2 separate regions of the Hordeum vulgare genome follow, and region 1 is linked to region 2. A link is a contact called in public Hi-C data. All regions are on one chromosome and are shown on one strand. The core of a region is the stretch at or near the end of the contact, and the rest is flanking DNA. Distances in the headings are between cores, read along the strand shown. Region 1 holds the start of LOC123447885 (alcohol dehydrogenase 3-like). Region 2 has its middle 4.8 kb from the start of TRNAK-UUU.

The links. A called contact is a pair of places that touch in the nucleus more often than the background predicts.
Region 1: a contact with region 2 is called in a Hi-C map of seedling, with 3 times the contacts expected there. The contact joins the promoter of LOC123447885 here to the enhancer-like site in region 2. A contact is called at or near these places in 3 of 6 Hi-C or Micro-C datasets (leaf and seedling).

The regions. Positions count from the first base shown.
Region 1 is chr4H:62,960,033-62,964,029 of MorexV3_pseudomolecules_assembly, forward strand. It overlaps LOC123447885 (alcohol dehydrogenase 3-like), which reads left to right and starts at 1,396. Exons shown (of 9, transcript XM_045124600.1): 1 at 1,396-1,684; 2 at 1,762-1,898; 3 at 2,008-2,054; 4 at 2,581-2,906; 5 at 3,055-3,137; 6 at 3,244-3,319; 7 at 3,419-3,480; 8 at 3,579-3,688. The coding sequence starts at 1,651.
Region 2 is chr4H:62,770,425-62,774,430 of MorexV3_pseudomolecules_assembly, forward strand. No RefSeq gene overlaps it. Among protein-coding and RNA genes, the nearest start is that of TRNAK-UUU, 4.8 kb to the right of the region's middle. Within about 2 kb of position 2,382, at least 3 of the 3 cell types and tissues checked have open chromatin away from gene starts, as enhancers often do. A contact at or near this core is called in leaf and seedling, where this site is marked.

The DNA of each region.
Region 1 (3,997 bases), core at 146-2,645, 190 kb after region 2:
ATTAATGTTTGAAATTCAAAAAGTTTTATCTACAAAACCGTTAATTCAATCAATGATCCGCTTTCATCATTGACTTTTTCGTGACGAGTTCTTCGAAATTAGATCCCATGTCGACATGTTCCGTCAATTATTTTTTTCTATTAATACTTGCCATAATTTTTTGACCGACTTGCCATATTATTAACCACTTACTTGCCTGAGAAAATTAACTTGATTGACACTTTTAGTGTTGTTTCGTACAAAGCTTTGTAGCAGTTTTTATTATACACAATATAAAAAGATGTCATATGTTGTGTTTGCCAATATAAATATGCCAACTTATCATGTTTACATACAACTTTACCAGAAAACTATTTTGTGTGCTTGTGAGTTTAACTATGTCGAGCTGTCATATTTAAAAACGATGATTAAAAAAGATTTCTTGTGATCACCGGTTTAAAATATGTTGAGTTGTCATATTTTTGTCCGTAATCGTCTAAAAAAGTTGTTTGTGCTTGTCATTCGGTTTATGTCGAGATGTCATATCTATACGCAATTTCCAAGAAAATGGCGATTAAGTTATGTTTTACAGACAAGTAAGTACTTACTAATATGACAAGTAAGTGCAACAAATGTGGTAAGTACAAAAAAAAAAGTTATCGAAATATATCAAAATGAGATCTAATTTTGAAGATTTCATCGAAACAAAGTCAACGACGAAAACGGATCATCGCTCGAATGAACGGTTTAAGAGATAAAAGTTTTGAATTTCGATCGTTTAGAATTAATCCAATAACATCATGCATGCATACATGCATGACCCGCCGCACCGAATGTTCAGAATGCGCCGCTTCTAGATAGATTTTTCCAAAAATATTTGCTTATTTGATTGGTAAAAACATTGTATGTTGATTTTTACGGTGCAAACATGTAATCACATACTAGAATCTCATAAAAGAACTCAGTAGACAATTCTGTGGGTAGTTGATTCTGTGTGTAGTTTTCTAAAATCAGATTCTGACGAATCATTGGACGAAAAGAACTGGCCCTTACATGCCTGTGTACCGAAGGAATGCAAATAGTCAACAATATTTACATTTGTTATTGTCTTAAGAATACGCTTAATGAGTACCACGAATAGAACAGAAGATTACCTAGTAGGGCACTACGAAAATTTATTTCGAAAGCTTGAAAAGACGTCGAATCAAACCAATCTGCTTTCGCAAGGCAGGCATAAACACCACCCCCTAAACCATCAATCAATCAGCCTGATTACGAAGACTGCAGGCTAAACGACTAGAAATAGTGCCGTCTTAACAGACGGCTGCGATCATCCCGCGGTGCAATCTCATCCGCCCACAGCAAACCGGAAAACCACCCGGGCAAAAAGTCCGAAACCGACAGCAGCGGCGGAGCCACGGCCACCCCTGTTTCTGTTTCAGCAACTTTCTCCAAGAAAAAACAACCCTTCTTCTTTCCCCACTTGCACTCCAAGCTCCACCCTTAATTACTCGCCAATTCCTCCAGCGCCACGAGTATATATACAGGCCTCAGCCTCACCTTCGTTCCTCACCAAAATCCACATCCAACGAGCTGCAAAGCAGAAGCAGCAACAAAGGTCAAAAGAGCGATCTTTCTCTTTGAGTTCCCGCAGCGATCGAGTGTAAGTTAATGGCGACCGCCGGGAAGGTGATCAAGTGCAAAGGTTCGTCCACGAAAATTTGCTTGGTCAGCGAAGAAACTCTGGCAGTGCTGATTGGTTTGGTTCTTGGGTGACTGCAGCGGCGGTGGCATGGGAGGCCGGGAAGCCGCTCTCGATCGAGGAGGTGGAGGTGGCGCCGCCGCAGGCCATGGAGGTGCGAGTCAAGATCCTCTACACCGCCCTCTGCCACACTGACGTCTACTTCTGGGAAGCCAAGGTATGTCCGCGCGCGCATCAGGCATTCAGACCGTAGTTTTCAGGTTTTCAGGTTTCTCAAGTGTGTAACATGGGCCAGTGGCTAACTTGGCGTGGCTCTGCTTCTGTAGGGGCAAACTCCGGTTTTCCCAAGGATCTTAGGCCATGAGGCTGGAGGGTACGCATCTTCTCTGTCTCTATCTTATTCTGTTACCATTTTGCTGTTAATTTGGTGGGATCTTGAATCTTATATTATACCCCTTCCGATCCATATTACTCATACTAAATTGTACTAAAGCAGCGACACATAATATGGATCGAAGGGAATAGTTTATTCACGTTAGCTTTCTAGTAATTCTTATTTTTTAAACAAGATTAGCTTTCTCATTATGCCATCCTGGATCTTTATTTGTTAGTGGTAGCTAACTATATACAGCAAGTATCAGTATTTTATCGCCATGTTATAAAAACAACATCTTAATAATCATGGGACAGCTTTGTTACACAAACTCCCTCAAAGTGCTTTGCTTTGTAGAATATATATTTTTATTTTTATTTTCTACATATTTTATAGTTTATTTAGAGTGACTAATTTCCTTCGCTGCTGTCAGTTCACTCTTTAGTTGGCATTTTAATAATTAATACTGTCTTAGTCTTAACAATTAAAGTATTATTTTTTTCCAAAATTTACTTTTTCCTTACAGTATTGTTGAGAGCGTCGGAGAGGGCGTGACCGAGCTCGTGCCAGGTGACCATGTCCTGCCGGTGTTCACTGGCGAGTGCAAGGATTGTGCTCACTGCAAGTCAGAGGAGAGCAACCTCTGTGACCTCCTCAGGATCAATGTCGACCGGGGCGTGATGATCGGCGATGGGCAGTCCCGCTTCACCACCGGTGGGAAACCGATATTCCACTTCGTCGGAACCTCTACCTTCAGCGAGTACACCGTGATCCATGTTGGGTGCCTAGCGAAGATTAACCCCGAGGCGCCCCTTGACAAAGTTTGTGTTCTCAGCTGCGGTATCTCAACTGGTAAGGCATTGCTCTGATTGGTACTCTCTCTGTATTTTAGTCATCTAAACGCTTTTATATTAGTTTACAAAGAAAGTATTTCCCGATGAAGCGCCATATGCATATTGCCTCATTGATAAGTTACTGAAAAGTCATTTTTTTTCTTCAGGTCTTGGTGCGACTCTCAATGTCGCAAAACCGAAAAAGGGTTCGACGGTGGCAATTTTTGGTCTTGGAGCTGTAGGCCTTGCTGTAAGTGACGAAGGATATTTATCTTCCACAATGTACTAGTACTACAGGTTGATTAGAATTATTCCCTACCACCATGACTGATTGATGTATGTGTTCACTCGATCAGGCCATGGAAGGGGCCAAGATGGCTGGGGCATCAAGGATCATTGGTGTGGACTTGAACCCTGCAAAGTACGAACAAGGTACAGTCTGCTTCTATCTACAGAAAGAAAAACAAATCCATTTGGTGAATGTTGGTTTGTGGACAACACACTGAACTTTAGCAACATGTCAATTTTCAGCTAAGAAGTTTGGCTGCACAGACTTTGTAAACCCAAAGGACCACACCAAGCCAGTGCAAGAGGTCCATCAAGTTCTCTGCCTGAGCATACATCAGTCCCTTAATTTGTCCATGGGATGGAAAATCATTCGTCGAATGCTGACAATTGAATTGTTCTCCAGGTGCTTGTCGAGATGACAAACGGCGGAGTCGACAGAGCAGTGGAGTGTACGGGACACATTGACGCCATGATATCCGCCTTCGAATGCGTTCACGATGTATGCTCTCGATGGTAAAGCCGTAGATCGACTAGGCATAGATAGATCCGGTGAAACCTTTTACTCACCTAGTCCCGAGCCCGAGGAACTCCCTGCTCCGGCCATCAGTGCCGGTGTAGTCGTCGGTGGCGTGAGGGAAGAGGTGTGGTCGTGGGTGGTGCTTCCCGTGAGCACTGCGCTAACCCTAGATCGGAAGGGGATTTAGATGGGGAGTCTGGCGGCGTGGTGAACCTCTACCGTGCGCCCCGGTCCCCACCACTTTATATATAGCGCAGGTCACAGGGGGCCACCAACCATAACGGGTTGGGCGCCCCCGATCAGGG
Region 2 (4,006 bases), core at 1,132-3,631:
CATCGTGTTGTTTTCATCAAGGGTAACAAGATGGGCTTTCATCATAGATTTAAGATTGTCCATCTACATCATGTCATCTTGCTTAAGGCGTTACTCTGTTCTTATGAACTCAATACACTAGATGCATGCTGGATAGCGGTCGACGTGTGGAGTAATGGTAGTAGATGCAGAAAGTATCGGTCTACTTATTTTGGACGTGATGCCTATATGTATGATCATTGCCATAGATAACGTCATGACTTTGCGCGGTTCTATCAATTGCTCAACAGTAATTCGTTCACCCACCGTCTACTTGCTTTCATGAGAGAAGCCACTAGTGAACACTACAGCCCCCGGGTCTACTCACAACTATCGTCTCCGCTTTTACTTTTACTTCGCTTTGTTTACTTTTTGCTTTCAGTTCACACTTTGCAAACAATCTATAAGGGATTGACAATCCCTTCATAGCGTTGGGTGCAAGCTCTTTGTGTTTGTGCAGGTACTTGTAACTTGACGCGATCCTCCTACTGGATTGATACCTTGGTTCTCAAACTCTGGGAAATACTTATCGCCGCTGTGCTACATCACCCTTTCCTCTTCAAGGGAACACCAACGCAAGGCTCCAAGGCCGCGGGGGAATCCTTTGCATATTTGCCAAGGAAATCCCTATAGGCGTAGCCAACAGCAACTATCGACACACAACTCCTCCAACCTGACCTAGTTTCATGTCCACACTCGACATGCAAGTCGCACCAACCCAGTTGCATGTTCACCCTCGACACGGAACTCGCCCGACATAGATACATGTTCACCCTCGCCATGCAAATTTTTCTTATTTTTATTTTTTCCTTTTCAATTTTTTCTCCATTGCGCGATTGGTTACGACACCCCTTTTTATTGAGACTCGCTCATGAGTTTTTCTGTTCATTATGTTTTCTTTTCACACTTTTTTCTTCTTTCATTTTTCTTTCAATACTTTTCATTTATTTTTCTAGATTCTTCTTCCAACTCACATTTTTCTGATTTTTACATTTTTACATTTCAAATTTCTTTCTAAAAAAATATGGATATACATGAAGGCATAACACACATGTGTGCAAATTTTTCGAACAAAATACGTTGAAATGAGGTCTGTGCAAAAAAGACAATTTTGTGGCTGTTTAACACATGATACACATGATACTATTCATCACGAAAGTCCATGAATTTGTTTTTTTGCATAGATCTCATCTTAAGGTATTTCGTCCTGAATTCTTGCACACATATACATTTCATCCTTGTCTACTTGCATATTTGTTTTGGATTTTTTTGAAACCAATTTTTTTGAAATTTGAATTTTTTTTCAATAAAGAGTGCCATGGAGCCCGAGCTCCAAAACTCCCTGCTCAAACTAGTGTCGATATATACATAGGCAAATAAGATTTAAAAAATGCACACATTATTTCTGGCTGTGTCTGTTTGTTTTGTTTAGAACGACCATGTGTGGCGACGTGGGTGTGCTAACGGGAAACAATGTTGTGAGATACTCCGGCAGTACTCTTGACAAATAGATGCATCAGATGCGGAAAAAAGGGACAAATTTAGGAACACTTTTGTGAAAAATCCAAAAAAATAGATAAAATTCCGGGTTTTTTTCAAATTCCTGAACATTTTTTCAAAATTCCGGAACATTTTGTCATATTCCGTGACATATTTTCAAATTCCGGAACATTTTTGAAAATTCCCAAACATTATTTAAAATCCAGAACATTTTTTCAAATTCCAGAACATTTTTCAAATTTCCGAATATTTTTGTGAAAATATGGAACATTTTTTCAAATTCGGAACATTTTTCAAAATTCCGTAGCATTTTTAAAATTCAAGAACATTATTTTTAAAAATTTTGAAACATTTTTCCAAATTCCAGAACATTTTTCGAAAAGCCAGATTTTTTTAAAAATCAAGAACACCTTTTGAAAATCCAAAACATTTTACAAAATCCAGTACATTTTTTGGAAAATTCAGAAGGATTTTTAAAAATCAAAAACATTTTTCTAATTTGAAGAACATTTTATAAAACAAAAACAGGGAAAAAAACAGAAACGAAAAAAGAAAAAAGAAAAAAACCATGTTCAGGGAACCTTCTAAAAGTTTTTCCAAACTAGAAAAAACCGACTGAAATTTCTAAAAGGTTCCGAAACCAGAACGCTCGAACAGTTATATGGGCCGGTCCGTTGCGTCTTTGTTCGGTCGCTCGTTTGTGCCAAGCGCCGACTGCTTGACGCAGCGAGCGACAAATAGGATATTCCAGCTTTTTTGTCGTTTGATTTATCTTTTTGCCAAGCAACACAACAAGAGCAAACAACAACACATCAGCCCACAACAACACAACAGTGCTCTCCGACCTAGGTTTGGCTGGGCTGGGCCAGACGCGGGTGTTCATTTCTTTTTGAGAATATAAATCTCCTATATCTAAATAGCTCGTCCACACTAACCTATTTCTCTCAACATGCGAGTATGCTACGTCATCTTCAACATGTATAGAGAAAGGCCCACCACAGCATTCATCCATGTATAATAAAGAGCCATCTCAACATGAAACACATGCATGAAAATTTACATACAATTATGATATTTATATTATAGAATAACCAAACATAGGAAATATTTTTTTATGTTACTGCTCTATATCTTCATGTTCCATGCAAACAATTCTAACTGAATATATTACAAAATATTCCAACAGCAACGTGCGGGTTATCATCTAGTTACTGTAGACAACCGACACAAACAAACAAACAGGGACATGGTGTTTTTTTTCTTTGTTTGGCTGAAACTCAGCTAGCTGACCTTTTTGTTTTGCTCATATTCACTTTTGTCAGCGGTCGATTGTTATAGCATCACGGTTCACGTTTTCTTTGAGCGAACGACCATTGCATTGGTGTAGTGGTTGCCTGTTTTACTGATTTTGCTCGTGGCCTATGTAGTTTTTTTTTGACCCATCATGGTGGTCCATTATGTATTTGACAAGAAGACTATAGCAACCCTAAGTTATGTCGGATGGACGGATTTTTTTGAAGCATGTTTTTGTTGTGTGTCAAATGTTCTTATGTCTATTTTTTCTGTGCCTATTGTTCTTTATTGATTTTTTTAATTGGCAAGGTTTTTATTCTTTTAATTTTTAGTTTTGTAGGCTCATCTTTATTTTTACTTTTTGTTCTATGAGTGTTTATTTTTCATATATACAGGTTCATGATAATATACGGGTGTTTTTTTTTGTCTCTAAACAGTGTCTGTGAGGGGCTTAAAAATAATAGTTTTTCCTATGGTGGAGCTTTTTGATGCATGTGTTTTTTTATTGTTTTACGTTTTCCATTTTTTGTAGATTAAAATGATAATTATTTATTTATTTTTATTGTTATCCAGGTGCCACTTCACATTTATTTCGTCTATCCGGCCTCCACGCAATTTCCCCTTTTTTATCTTGGTTTATTTATTTTCAAAGGTGAGCACACTATAATGTTGGCAGGATGAAACTACACTTGTTTATAGGGATAGTCATAATTGCATGTTTCTCAAGGTGGGACACAATTGCATCTTTTTATGATTTAGTCGCAACTGCATGTTTTTTTAAGATGGGATGCAACTGCACTTGTGTATAGAGGGTAGTCGCAAGTGCGTTTGACAAGGCGAGACGCAACCGCACTTGTTTATTGGGGTTGTCGCAATTACACATATTTCAAGGCGAGACTCAATTGCATTTGTCTCTAAGGGTAGTCGCAATTTGCATATTTTTATGATGGGGACGCAATTGCATTTGTCTATAGGGATAGTCACAATTGCATATTTTCCAAGGCAGGACGCAACTGCACTTGTTTATAGGGGATAGTAGTAACTGCATGTTTTTCGAGGTGGGACGCGACTACATTTGTTTATGATGTAATCGCAACTGCATGTTTTCCAAGACGGGATACAACTACACCTGTCTATAAAGGGTAATCGTAAGTGCATGTTTTCCAAGACGAGATGAAGCCGCATTTACTTACGG